Linked DNA regions of Sus scrofa: all the other regions are linked to region 1. The links are chromatin contacts, called in public HiChIP or PLAC-seq maps. All regions are on one chromosome and are shown on one strand. The core of a region is the stretch at or near the end of the contact, and the rest is flanking DNA. Distances in the headings are between cores, read along the strand shown. Region 1 overlaps DYM (dymeclin). Region 2 overlaps CTIF (CBP80/20-dependent translation initiation factor). Region 3 overlaps SMAD7 (SMAD family member 7).

Evidence for each region. HiChIP or PLAC-seq counts read pairs in DNA pulled down with a chosen protein or histone mark.
Region 2: a contact with region 1 is called in an H3K27ac HiChIP or PLAC-seq map of alveolar macrophages. The contact joins two enhancer-like sites. A contact is called at or near these places in 2 of 47 Hi-C or Micro-C datasets (embryonic fibroblasts and epiblast stem cells) and 1 of 2 datasets of contacts at active chromatin or transcription factors (alveolar macrophages).
Region 3: a contact with region 1 is called in an H3K27ac HiChIP or PLAC-seq map of alveolar macrophages. The contact joins two enhancer-like sites. A contact is called at or near these places in 2 of 47 Hi-C or Micro-C datasets (embryonic fibroblasts and epiblast stem cells) and 1 of 2 datasets of contacts at active chromatin or transcription factors (alveolar macrophages).

Annotation. Positions count from the first base shown.
Region 1 is chr1:98,831,980-98,836,625 of Sscrofa11.1, forward strand. All of the region lies in intron 13 of DYM (dymeclin), which reads right to left. Among named protein-coding and RNA genes, the nearest start is that of DYM, 190 kb to the right of the region's middle. Within about 2 kb of position 1,927, at least 6 of the 83 cell types and tissues checked have an H3K27ac peak or open chromatin away from gene starts, as enhancers often do. A contact at or near this core is called in alveolar macrophages, where this site is marked.
Region 2 is chr1:98,408,782-98,413,427 of Sscrofa11.1, forward strand. CTIF (CBP80/20-dependent translation initiation factor) reads left to right here. Exons shown (of 12, transcript XM_013992850.2): 10 at 552-707. Among named protein-coding and RNA genes, the nearest start is that of SMAD7, 130 kb to the right of the region's middle. Within about 2 kb of position 2,825, at least 1 of the 83 cell types and tissues checked has an H3K27ac peak or open chromatin away from gene starts, as enhancers often do. A contact at or near this core is called in alveolar macrophages, where this site is marked.
Region 3 is chr1:98,519,107-98,523,752 of Sscrofa11.1, forward strand. The region is part of intron 3 of SMAD7 (SMAD family member 7); the gene reads right to left. Among named protein-coding and RNA genes, the nearest start is that of SMAD7, 21 kb to the right of the region's middle. Within about 2 kb of position 2,290, at least 45 of the 83 cell types and tissues checked have an H3K27ac peak or open chromatin away from gene starts, as enhancers often do. A contact at or near this core is called in alveolar macrophages, where this site is marked.

The DNA.
Region 1 (4,646 bases), core at 677-3,176:
ATGGAGTAAGTTTTTTAAAATTACAAATCATTATATTATACACCTATAACATATTAATATTGTACTTCAACTATGCTTCAATTTTTTAAAATGCGGGGAAGCAACAAAAAATAGGCAGATAATTTGGATAGCACTTACATGATGTTTTTGTAAATGTACTTGCTTGATTTTAAAATATTTGTTATAATCAGTTATGAAGTTGGTAGGTAGTATCTATAGGATTACACTATTTTTAATGGACAAATTTTATTTCCAAGAGCGTTTTTGAGAATCTTAACTTTGGAAACCTGACCACAGTTTATAGAATCTCATTCTCCTTTGTGAAAACAAAATAGTTTAAGGCATTTATTTTTACATACTATCAAAGCAAAGGGAATAAGGCGCTTGAAAATAATTTTTGCAAAGCTTTGTAAACACTAAGTAAGGATCATATGTACCAAATATCTAAAAATATTACACTAAGCGGATGGAAATTTACATGGTACTCATTAAGTTTTAACAACATCCCTTGTTTTAAAGATGATGCTATAATATACATTACAGGTATGGACAAACAAATCAATTTATTAGAGCCATTCCTTTTTACGTGGCATATGTATTTAAAAAGCCTTCTGACTTTGGACAAGGCAACTATTTTTTAAAAAACGTCATCATGGTTCTCCACTGCAGACATTTGCTCTAAAATGCCCAACATGGCCATGCAGGAATGTAGAGCCGGCTTGGTTCCCAGCAACGCACAGTTATGCTATATGGCTTGAAGTTGTATTTCAACGTGTTAATAGCATGTTGCTGTCTGCCCTACTTGTGGTCTAATAACAAGGTCTAAAAAACCACAAATACAGACATTCATTTCAAGCTCCTCTCTAACACTTTCTTTCCAGGAACTTAAGAGTTCAGAGGAAGGGAATGCTGACGGAAATTTCATAAGAAAAGAAAACTTACTTGAAAACAATTGCTTGATTGGATTTGTTTACAATTTATATTCTCAAAGAAACATTTCTATATGTCATTACCTTCCTCCTTGTGTCAAGTGGAGTGGTAGATTGACAGAGCATACATTAAAATGATGACACCCACAGATGCCAAATTGGTTCCAGTGGAGGTGGAGTTGATTGAAGGAAAAAAGACCCAAAGCACATGATCATTATAGAAATAGCTATCAAAGAGAGCTCAGCCTGAGAGTCTTTAAACTTATCTTTATACATCATCTTCTGAAATTAAGAGACTTATTTCTAAAAATCTAGTCTTCAGGGGACATTAATAATGACTATATACTAGATTCAAAACTGTCCTTCAGTGCACACACATCAGTCTACACTAAGTAATCTGGGGTACAAACACTAAGGATGTAATGGATAGACTGGGTTCACAATGAAATAGGTACAAAATAACATATTCAGTACATCTTATGACCATCAAAAAGCTTGCTCACTTCTAAGATCATTATATTTTACAAACTCAACAAAAAAGGCACAAAGATTTATAGCTACTGTAAAATTCTGAAAAAATGTGAGTTCTCAGACTTAATTCTCAACATACGTGCCACAAGTATTAGATCAGTGAAATTAGACAATCTGAAGCCGTGAAAAAAAGCCAATTTCTGTTGAGACTGATTAAATATTTATGTCGCACCTTTCTACAGCAGAGATGGAAAAATACACGCAAGATAAAATGCTATATGATTGTAAGAGTTGAAAATCTATTAAGGGCATTAAAAATAAGAACAAGTCTTCATGGCTAAAAACTCTTTCGGAGACTGTCTTGGAGTCATTTTTCAGTGTGGTCATGGATATACCCTGAAAAGAGCCGCACTCCCTCATCCTTTCACCCACTTTAGTGGGCGTGGTGACACCCACTAAACCCACATCTGTGAGCTGGCGGGCCAGGACGATGGGTGCTGTCTGTCAAGGAATGTGGTCATCGCAAAACGGAAGAAGCTCACTGGCGTAGGTGGGTGGAGATGAAAAGTGTAATCTTGGTTTCACCCGCTCAACGCTCTCATCAGCCTCACAAAAGTATCAGCCTTACTGCCACAGTAACTGACAGACACACCAGCACACCTCCTTCTGGTGGAAAAGATGGCCATGTGTTCCTTGCCTCTGGGTCCTTGCACCTGTTGCCAACTACCTGAAGATGCTCATTGCATCTTCCTGAACTTTTGGCAAACTCCTCTTCCTCCATTCTGTAAGCATGACTCTCCTGTAAGGCTCTCCCTGACTGCTTCAGGCTCACTTTGGTGCTTTCCATTCTAGGTTCCCATTTGACTTGTGCTTACTGACAATATACAACTTAAAACGTGTTATTAACTGTCTTCGCATCTATCTTCCCTCTCAACCACAACCTTTCTGAGGGCAGATCCTGAATGTTTATATCTGTTTCCCTAGCACCCAGCACAATGACTGTCATTAGGCAAGCACAGTATTTACTGATTCACTGGAGGAAGACTGACAAAAATTAATGTTCCATATTCAATGATCCACAGGTTATTCTGTTTATGAGAGTTTGGGTGCATTTATACTACACTGACAATCCCACTGTAGGCTGGGCTGGGATTCAGAGTCATAACCATAAACATAAAATTACTTCCTTCCTTAGGAGAGAGCAAAGGTCTATAAATCACTGGCAACAGGAACTTACATAATAAGGACTTAACTGCTAAATTTTTTTTTAGTTTTAAAAGAATCCCATGATTTGTCCACTTTGTACAAGTGCAAAAGATTTAATTGTATTAATCACCCTCCCTAAATGAACAAAAACTTTTTATTTTCTTTCTATGGAATAAAGAACTGGGATGACATGATTAAGCTCAGAGCTGGCCATCCTGAAATAGTTCTGAAGACCTTACTAGCTATCACTTTGTTCATTCTATGAAAGTTTGTTCATTCTATGAAAGACTTTATGTTATTTTGGATCAAAATTAGCAACAACCTACCTAATTCTAGAACTAGATGCCTATGAAAGGCTTCATATCCTTTTTAACAGAAGTTATAACTGTTGGATATAGGAAATGGCAAAGATGGGATGAAAAAGATCAAAAAAGGGGTTTAAAAAAAAAGCTTACTATGGAAAGACAGACATTCCAAAGTGCTTTGTTTTTACGACAATTCACAGAGGGGAAAAAACAGGGTACAAGAATGATCTATATCATGATAGAAGCTATTTAACTTATTTACCTAGCATCTGAATAAACAGCTCTGTGACTCATCTCTACTTGGTATGTAACATACAAGGAAATTAACTAATGGTTACCCATCAGGCAGCTTATAATGTAGTTAAAGATTCAAGATATAAAGAGACTAAAAACTAAATGACAAAAGCCAATACAATTCAATATATTTGTTAATTGACAAAGTAATGAATCTATGACAAAAAGCGGTAAAGAATAGGGACAGAAGAGATGACTGTAGACTATAACAAGTAAGTATCAGGAGAAGAATCTTAAGTAGGTATTATGGATCCAATTGTATCGTCCCAAAAGACATGTTTAAGGCCTAACCCTTGGTACTTCCAGATGTCACTTATTTGGATACAGAGCTGTTGCAGACATAATTATTTAAGATGAGGTTACACTGGAGCAGGGTGGGCACTTAATCTAATATGACTGGTGTTCTTATGAGAAGAGAGACAGAAACATACAGGGAGAAAATGGCCATTTGATGACAGAAGCAGAAGCTGAAGTGATTCATCTGTAAGCCAACTAATGCCAAGGAATGACAGCAAACATCAGCAGCTAGAAGAAGAAAGCAAGTATTATACTTCTACAGGTTTCAGAGGAAACGTGGCCTTGCTGATATCTTGGTTTTGCACTTTTAGCCTCCAAAACTGTGAGCCTGTGATAAATATCTATTGTTTTAAGCTCCCAGTTTCTGGTACGTTATTACAACAGCTGTAGGAAACCAATACAGTGGGCAAGGTATATCCATTCAACTAGAGATGATGAGATTATACATCATCACAGCCCCTTCCCTGTGGGCTTAGGGGACCTCCTCCTCCTCCTCCTGACACCTGGTTGACAGCTGAGGTGACAACAGCAGCAGCAGACAGGCCATCCTACCTACATCAATTTCATCATTACTTAAAATGGAAGACTCCAAACAGGAAGAAAACTTAAAGACCTCTTAGCTGTCCTCAACTACTTTCCTCATTACTCATCAAGAACAGTCTTAGAACAAAGCAGAATGAGGTTTTCCAAAAATGTTCTCCAAACTCTACCTTCACATTCAAACCACAGATTTTAAGTATTCTTGCTCTCTTCTTAGAGTACTTCAGTTGTTTCCAAGAACATACAACTTGAAACAATATAAAGAAAACAAAAAACAAAAATACCAGCCCTAATCGTTTCTGAAATGGCAAGACTTAACACATGAAGTATATTCAAAATCTGCTGTACAAATTGTTGTCCAGAAAGGAAAGCAAGTTTCCCTTCACACTTCCACTGCTTACAGGTGCTGACTTATTGTGAATCCAAGTGATTCTGGCTGCTTTCAAAATAATTCTTCGTTTAAAGAATGCTTTGATGTTTATAAATCTATCATTCCAACATAAAATCGATTTATAAAGGTAAAAATGTGGCTTTAATAATTTGCAGTTGTGGCTTCTGTGATTCAGATGGTAATCATCTCAGGACAGACCACCATCAGAGCAGA
Region 2 (4,646 bases), core at 1,575-4,074, 420 kb before region 1:
ATGAATGGATACCTCTAATTTTCCTTCTATGCTCTAGGCCCCTTGCAGGCAGGAGCTGTAGCTGTGTCTCTAGCCCAGTGCTGGGGCCAAGATGGGCCTCAGATGACCAGTGATGGATAGTGATGGGGGGCAATATTCTGGTTACCCTCCCTGCTGTGGACACATGATTTGGGAGTTAGCAAAAGGAAATAGTTTAGCCTCAGAGAGTTGAATGGAGGAGGTGATGACTGGAAAAGGTGTCATTTCCCCCTTTATCTCATTCCCTCTACCTAAGTATCAGGGTCAGCGAGGCAAGGCTGTGCCCGCCCCCCAATCTGGGGACATCAAAGAAGAAGTGCTATGGCCAAAGGTCAGGTGGTCCTTCTGCCGGCAAGTGATTCTTTAGCATTCAGGCTCAGCCACGGGTCACCCATCTTCCTCCTCATTGAAAACATGGGGTTTACCAGTTGCCCAGGACCAGCTCTCAGCCAGCTGGCACCTTGGCAGAGCAGGACTGTACCGGGGCCCCTCCCAGCTTCGCACAGCTGACATGATCTCTTGCGCCTCCGCAGAAGGACTTCACGGTGCGGGAGGAGCTGCAACAGCAGGACGTGGAGCGCTGGCTGGGCTTCATCACCTTCCTGTGTGAGGTCTTCGGCACCATGCGCAGCAGCACTGGCGAGCCCTTCCGCGTGCTGGTCTGCCCCATCTACACCTGCCTCAGGGAGGTAAGCCGCCGCCCGGTCCCAGGGCACAGGCGCTGCACGCACAGCCACACGCATCTCCTGTCTCCCATATGCCAGGAAAGCGTCAAGGCTTGTGCCACTTAAAATGATTGGTCTTTCGGTAGAGAGACTCGTAACTTCCCCGTGCTTGTTTACTCTAGCCAGGTTTTTATTTATGTACTGAGTTTATGTAGAAAGAAATAGTCGGGAGTTCCCGTCCTGGCTCAGCAGAAACGAATCTGACTAGTATCCATGAGGATGCAGGTTCCATCCCTGACCTTGCTCAGTGGGTTCAGGATCCTGCCTTGCGGTGCGCTGTGCTGTAGGGCGCAGATGCAGTTCATATCTGGCATTGCTGTGGCTGTGGTGTAGGCCAGCGGCTGCAGCTCGGATTCGACCTCTAGCCTGGGAACCGCCATATGTGGCAGGTGCGGCTCTAAAAAGACAAAAAAAAAAAAAAAAAGTGGGGGGAGGGAGGAATGGAGGAAGGAAGGAAAGGAGGGAGGGAAAAGAAAACTAAAAAATAAATAGTCCCCTGAAAGGAAAATATTACTATAAATGACTGTGGTCATTCATAATCTAGAACACTGCCTGCAGAAAGGAGGGGGGAAAAATTACTTGAAGGAACAGATCTTTGGACTGTAGTGGTTTACCATTGAATTATTTATTTTTTTAAAAAATGGTTCTTTCTAAATTTCCTCTGAAAAAGAAATAAATAAGGATAATCAGAAAACTTTTAAGGAGCAAGAAGTCAAGGGGAGTGCTTGCCCTGCCCATAATAACCCTATGAGAGGGGGTAGACTTGAAGGGGCAAACGTGGAAGCTGTTGGGTCCAAGTGAGAGGCTGGTGGCTCAAAACAGTCATGAAAGAGGAGGGGGAAGGCCATGTGCCTTCCAGTTGTATCTTTGTGTTAGAACCAGCAGGACTTCTGACCAGAGATACAGAGAAGGGAGGGAGCGTTCGGGATCCTCCTTTACCAGCCTGCTGGCACCGTTTCCTGGGATGAGGAAGCTGGAAGCAGATAGAGTGGGAATGGCAACCAGGAGTTTGGGTGGCCTGTTTTCCATCCCCAGGGAGCTGTCCCTCTGCTGCTCCAATGGAATTGTCTGATGTGTCTGATGATCCAGAAGAGGTTGGCCCTAGCGACACAGGCTTGAGCGTTGGGTCAGCGTGTACCTGGTGTTGGGGACCAGATAGGGTGCGCTGGGGGAGTGGAGGAGAGAAGGCTGGAAAGAAGCCAGGAGGGCGCCAATGGTCACAGCGCTCCTCCCTCAGGGGCGGGGCCAGACCACCCCTCCCAGGTGCTGTCCCCTCCCACTTTCAGCAGCTGGTCCCAAGATGTCAGGAGGAGCGACCTCAGGGGAATCAAGGGGACCGGGACGGAGAAGTGGCCGGGGTTTGGCAACAAGGAGGTCAGGGACCCCATGGTGTCAGTGGAGTGAGCGCAAAAGCTACCTCGGCAGCGCTGGGGAGTCAGTGAAGGTGAGGAACCCCATGCAGACAAGCTTTTGGAGAAGTGTTTCCGTGAAAGACCCCAGGGAGAGGGAATTGTCAGCTAAAGGGGAGGTATGCCATCAAGAGCCATTTTTTGTGCTTCTGAAAGGAAGAAAAGAGAGCAATTCAAGAGAAGGGAGGGGGTGTTTGTAAATGTTTTTGAAGCATTTATCAGAAAATAGCTCGTTGTCTCCAGACCGCGTGGGTGCACATAAAAGCAGAGCACACAGACCTCTGCTGGGTGTTTCGTGACCCCCTAAGCCTCTGCTACGCCACATCGCCAAAGTTTCTTGACAACTGTACTTGATTTCAGACTTGTTTCTCAGCTGCAGACAATGGCCTCTTCCAAATTGATTTCACTCAAACTGGCCTCAGTGCAACTGCTGCACAGAGAGGCCATGGCTATGCTTTTTGCATCCCTTTGGGATGCTTTGAAGGCAGCCCTCTTGGAGGCAGGGGGCTGGCCCGGATGGCCTTCGGGGGTCCTCCCATCCTTGGGTGAGTTGCCCTGCGCCCCCGACAGCCCACCTCCAGGCAGGGAGCAGCACTGTTCTAGGGCAGTGACCTGGATCACCCCAACATGTTTCCTCTGTGTGATCTGGGCACCTCTTGGTGTTGTTGTCACCTGCTCCCCCAAGCAGGAAGCAGGGCCCCAGCTGAGCACTGGCCCTGGCTGTCAGGACACTTCTGACGCCACCTGAGGTAGTGCGAACCTTCTGGTGTGAAATCCGGAAGGTGCCAAGAGGTCTGCACAGGCCAGAAATAAGGAGCCTCCTCTGACTTGTTCGCTGCAGTAAACTCTTGGGACAGGGTCACACAGACACCCCCCCCCCACACCAGGCTGACAGTAAACCAGAAGAGTAACTAAATCATCAGTGGCTTTCATCATTTCGCAAAAGAGGAAACCACCATCCCGTGGGCCAAGCTATCTGCTTGAGGCCGCCTGGGGAGACCCCTGAATTCTTAGAGTCCATCTCTGCCTCCTGTACCTTATTACCTCATACACTCATAAGCAGGCCTGACCCCTGTCCCCAAAGCAGGTTGAGCCAGCTCTAGGAAGTTTCTACAAGCCATAGTCACTGCTGCTGCCTTTCTCCATGAGGGGCAAGTTTAGGCTCTTCCCCAGGGGGCCACGCAGATGGCTGACCCCAAATGTCCAGGGCCCGCCTTGCCCTGGGGTCCTCCCAACTCTCTGAACCACCCCCAGGCTGGCATCTCCAGCTGCCCACTAGGCACATCCCAAGTCAAGCCTGGAGCCCTCCCCCAGGATGTGCCTGTGGTGCCCCAAACCTTCCTGTTCAGTCCCCATCCTAATGTGGCCCAGCCTCAGCCCCAGGACACCCCAGTTGCTCCCCTGCAGCCAGGCGGGGACATCCCAGTTGCCTTTTCTCACCATCATAAGACGTCCACTCCATCCTCTGCTTTGGTACCACCCCCCATGGCATCCCCTGCTCCTCCTCCCTTGATGCCCCAGAGTCAAACAGAGACCCACCATCCATCTTGGTACCATCTTTGGAACAAGTCCAGGGGAAGATATAAAATCCTCAGTCTTGGGGACTTCTTGCTCATGGAGGTCACTTTCACTGCACCCAGGGCTCACTCAGACTGAGCATGTGCTTAGACCCTGAGCCCCTTCAGGCTGGAGGACACCCAGCTCTGAGATCCACCCTGCCCCAGAATGACTTCCCCGGGCATTTCCTTCCACACTCTGACCTAGTTGAATTAATGTTCTCTCGGTCACTCAGGCTTGAAATCTTGGACCCCATCCTTGGAGTCTCTGTCTTCCTGGCCCTGAAACACCTCCTCCCAGGCCCAGCTCAGGTCACCTCCTCTGGAGGTGCCCCTGTCCCCACCCCCAGCCAAGTACACCTCCGAGGGAGGCAGTGCATCCCATCCTTTTGACATCACCCTGTGGTATTTTTTAGTAATGACAATAGCATGCTGGAAGGCATTATCCAAAGCACTTCATGCCTTCATTTGTCTATTAACTCAAGTGACACCCTAAAGATTTTTCTCCCCATTTTCCAGAGAACAGAGAGGTCAGGCAGCTTGCTCACAGCCACACAGCTAGCGGGCAGCAGAGTTGATATCAGAATCCAAGTCTCCGTTCCTAACCACCTCACAAACAGAACGTGAGCTGCTCTTATTCTATTCTCATGCACACCCAGTGCCTGCTCAATGGTGGAAGCCAAGTAGATCTTTGTGGAATTGATTCTGTTTTTGCCATAAATAGCATGTGCCAAACAGAGATCCTTCTTTGAGGGATGGAGAGGAATAATTTATTCTTCAACGAGCTCTTTAATTAAGAGCAAATAGTTTCTGCCAAGGTGATTCTCCAAATGATCGAAGAGTACTTTTGGTGACCAGACGCTGCATGAACCTCCTTGCCCTCCTGTTTATACCTCATATTTGTCTCATGCACTCTTTTTAATTTTTGGTTATTGTTT
Region 3 (4,646 bases), core at 1,040-3,539, 310 kb before region 1:
AACGCAAACATTGCCACGCCTCACCCTCTCAGGTCCAGGGTCCTCCCTCCTCGGGACTCCCGGCGCCACCACGGTTGCCTCATCCGTCCTGCCCCCTCCATCACTCATCTCAAAGGTTAACAGCACCCGTCAGCCCGGCTCCCCACCCCGGTCAGGAAACGGGCTGTTCTGAGAGCAACCGGCCCACTTCAGGGACAAGGACTGAGATAAAAGGACTCGGTACCACTCCGTCCTATCGACTCTCTCATCTCAAATACAATTAACAAAGACTCTTGTTGGGCTCCAGTTTTCAGGAAGCAAATGACCGAAAAAACTAAAGCAAACATAAAACCAGGCTGGGGTGTCTGGGCTCCGTCTGGGCTCCGGGGTCAGCTCTCAGCCACGTTTGCCACCCCATCCGGGACACAAGCAATGACGCCACCGCCGCTCCCTCGGGTTGTCGGGGGAGCAAAGACAGCTCTGGGGTTCAGAGCAAGCAACCCGGGTTGTGTGTGTGGGGGGTGAAACAACCTCACTCTCAGTTAACTCTGTTACCCAGAAAATGCGCAGATCCAACCCATCACTACCACCTGAGCTCCTTGGACAAATGGAAGGGAGAATGAATTCTGGCTGGTAGAAAGCAGGATGGAAAAGTTGGATTTTTTTTTTTCCTTCAGAGCTCTGCAATGCGGGTCCGGGTGGCTGGGCTAGGGGGCAGGCAGGGGGTGGCACAGGTTCTTGCCTTCAGAAGCCAGGGTGCTTCTTCAGGTGCCCTGGCCCCAACCAGCTGAGCTTCCCAAGTCTCACTCCTCAGGGAGCCCCACCCCTCATGGGTGGACCAGCTATGGAACCAGACACCCCCTCCTCAAACCTGCTTCCCCAGGGCACCTTGGCAGTGACTTGAGCTCATCCTTGAAATGAAGCTCACAATGGCAGCCTCACCGGCTGTTGTGATGTGATGAAAAGCAGCCAGAGGGCCAGGCCTGAGCTGCAGCTTCACTGGAAACTCTCAACTCTTAGGGGGCATATCATCTCTTAGGTTCGAGAACGCTCGGAAAACGCTGACCACACTCTTCGCCCCCCTTACCCCACCCCAGGTGGGAGAATAGTTCTGCGCTGGTACTTAAACCTAATGAGCCCTTCTGGCAGATGCTCACAGAAAAGGCACGCTGTGAGGCAGCACAGCATCACCATCCATATGTTAAAGGAGGGGAGACAGGCACACATCACCTGCCAAGAACTGGGTTCGAGGCCCGTGTGAGCTGTGGGTGGGCAGCCACCTCAGGCCCTTAAAGCCACCAGCCCTCTCCAAATACTAGAGATTCAGATATGTGTCCTCCAGAGCACACTTTGAAAGTGTTACACCTACTGTGGCCCCGAGTGTGGGGTTCAGCTCCTTCACACCAAGAAGCCAAGAGAGTGAAAGGGCTTCTTTGCCAGCACGCTGCTGCTCTGTGACCTTGGCCAAGTGGCTCTGCCCCTCCAAGCCTCAGTCTGACCTGCCCATAACTACCAGGCAGAGGGGCTGGGGTAAAACAGCCCCAGGGGCCCTCTTCTGCCTCTGATGGGTCTCTGGCTATACTTTGGGATTCACAGATGTCTCTGGTCAGTAAGAAACATCGCCGGGTCCATTTCTTTTTACTACCTTCTAGAGAGGCAGAAAATCACTTTGGGGAGCAGGGCACCTTTTTGCATTTCATCTGCAACCATCAAACAAAAACAAAACCAAAAGGCAAAAGAGATGTGAGTCAGAGTTTGCTGTGTCCATCTCTAAATCAAACTTTACAAAAACTTTCAGTGAGTCTACAAACATGTTCTTTCTGTCTCAGGGGAAGGCGAGCCCCCTCCTGGGGTGGGAGGGGGGTCTCCTGTGTCATCATCACACTCCCAACGCCCACCCAGGCTTGGTGCCCTAAAGTTCCTCACCCACCATCATCCTCCTTCCTCCTGCAAACTCCCAGAGCTTACATATTTGGCAGATCCTGCTCATCTACAAGACTGATTCGTGACTGTGTCTTACAAATTGTGATGAGTAATCAGTTACTAGAGCTAAAATGTACTTCCCTGCTCCCCCAGCGGGCCCCACCCCCCGCTTCCTGAGCCCCTCAAACAGCCCAAGTCTGAGGCCCCCGAGCCCCCGGGGTCCCTCCTAAGAGCAGTGTTTTGCCATCAGAGGATATAATTGAGGGTAGCGCCGGGCAGGGGAGGGAAGCCACACAAATCAAAAGCTCCCATCTGTCTCGCCAGCCGGGCTGACGCGGCTTCCTGCGCCCCAGCCTTCAGCCATGCAAATTATAGCGTGTACCCGGCTGCCTGCCTTCTGAGGAGGCCAGCTCTGCCCGGCTCCGAGAGGCCTCAGAGGAAGGGTGGGGACACCCAGCCCGGCCAACTCCATTCATAATATTTACAGTAAATGGGCCTCCCTGGCTGTTGGTTAGTGTGCATCCAGCCTCATCACTTCTCAAGTCTGCATTTCAAGTTTCTTCCACGCCACGGGTGCATCACTGAGTTCCCGCTGCCACCCCCAAAGAGCTGAGCAGCTCCATTCAGGAAAGAGGCTCAGACACTTGCACACACAGAGACCGCCCCCCCCATCTGCTCACCTGTCCACACCCCCAGGTAGGATCCTGGCCACTCCCAGGAAGACATAACAAGGAAGGGGAACATCCCACAACAGAAGGGTGTTCAAGGATATTCCCGTCACATCTCTAACCCACCCACCTCCCACCTGCAGAGTCTAGAAATCCCTCCGAATTCCACACCTGGACTCCCAACTGGGGCTGCGCTTCCACTTGCAAAGGCAAATCCAACCGAAGAACCTTCTCTTAAAGCGCTAGAAAGTCCCTCATTTTTTTTTTCTTTTTCTTTTTAGGGTGGCACTGGCGGCATATGGAGGTTCCCAGGCTAGGGGTCCAATTGGAACTACAGCTGCCGGCCTACACGCAGTCACAGCAAGATGGGATCCAAGCAACCTCTTCGACCTACACCACAGATGACGGCAACACCAGATCCTTAACCCACTGAGCGAGGCCACGGATCGAACCCGCAACCTCATGCTTCCCAATCAGATTCGTTTCCCATGCGCCACGACCGGAACTCCTCCTCATTTTTTTAAATTAACATCCCTCTTCTTTTTATTAACCATCTATAAGTATGCTGCTACATGTTAAAGAATCTTAATAAACACAGCTGCATAATAAGCCACAATGTGCCGAAAGACACAACTCCCAGAGGTACAGAGCAGTTTCTGCCTGGTTCTGCGGGTCTAGGGGCTCTACTGGAGCTGCTTTTTTGCTGTGGGCCTCCATTTTTTTTTTTATTAAAATATAGATGACTGACAATGTTTCTTCAAGTTCTGTTGTACAGCAAAGCGACCCAAGCACACACATGTCCCTGTGCTGTAGCATAGGATCCCAATGACCATCCATTCCAAACATAAGTTTGCATCCAAACCCCCCACAAATGGGCCTCGATTTACTAGAGCCCCGCGCTGCCCTGACCTCTGGCTCCCTGAAAGGTAAGACAGCCTCAGACGCAGGCCCTGCCCCCACCCCATTCCCCCCACAGCTCCACTCAGCTCAACTCAGTTTTTTCTAGAGGGTAGAGAAATCGTCCAAAGATGTGGAAAAATACAGTGAGAAACAAAAGTCCTTTTCATCCCTCCCCTCCCCCAGCTCCCCTTGTTCCATAACAATTATGAAAACTGTTGGTTGGGATGGCATTTTGAACATTTACTGCATTCCGGCCAATAAATTCCAGCGCAGGATCTGATGGAAAAGCCTTCGCTCTTGGGCCAGCTCCCCGGCTCCCCGCCCCCTGCTCACTCCCAGCCCTCATTCCTTCTTCCTTTACAACCCAACACCAGGGCCCAGCCAGGCCAGGGCCGCACTGTACTTACAGGGAAAAACAACAGTACGACAGACTGGAGACAGCGTGCAGACTGGAAAAGTTAATCATTACTTCTGTCTGCCTCTGTAATCTAATCTCCCTGGCTTTGACACACTCACTGTTCAGCCATCCGGGCCCTTTCACCCCCAAAGCACCAGGACCTCCTAGGCCTGGGGCTCCCCCCTCCCGCAGGCCCTCCCAGCCTCAGCCGACAGCTCCCCCACCCTGGACCCCCGCTGCTCTCTGCAGTGTGCCCCACATTTCAGAGGACTCCAACCTGGCTTGTATTACCACAGAGAGCCAGGCCTCAGACGTGCCCCCCCCCACTCCTGCCCCAGGGCTCCCCTTCAAGCCCACCCAGTTGCCCCATGGGATCTGTGATCTGTCTACGCAGACATGACCCTGCCTCAACAAACTCCACAGAGAACTACCACACGGGCGGCAATTTCACCTCTGGGTATGCAGCTGTACTACTCACAACTGCCCAAAGGCAGAAGCAACTCCAAGTGTCCACTGAAGGATGAATGGATTTTATTTTTTTATTTATTTTTATTTTTTGTCTTTTTGCCTTTTCTAAGGCTGTTTCCCGAGGCATATGGAGGTTCCCAGGCTAGGGGTCTAATCAGCGCTGTAGCTGCCAGCCTACGCCAGAGCCACAGCAACGCAGGATCCAAGCCGCGTCTACAACCTACACCACAGCTCACGGCAACGCCGGATCGTTATCCACCGAGCAAGGGCAGGGATCGAACCTACAGCCTCATGGTTCCTAGTTGGATTCG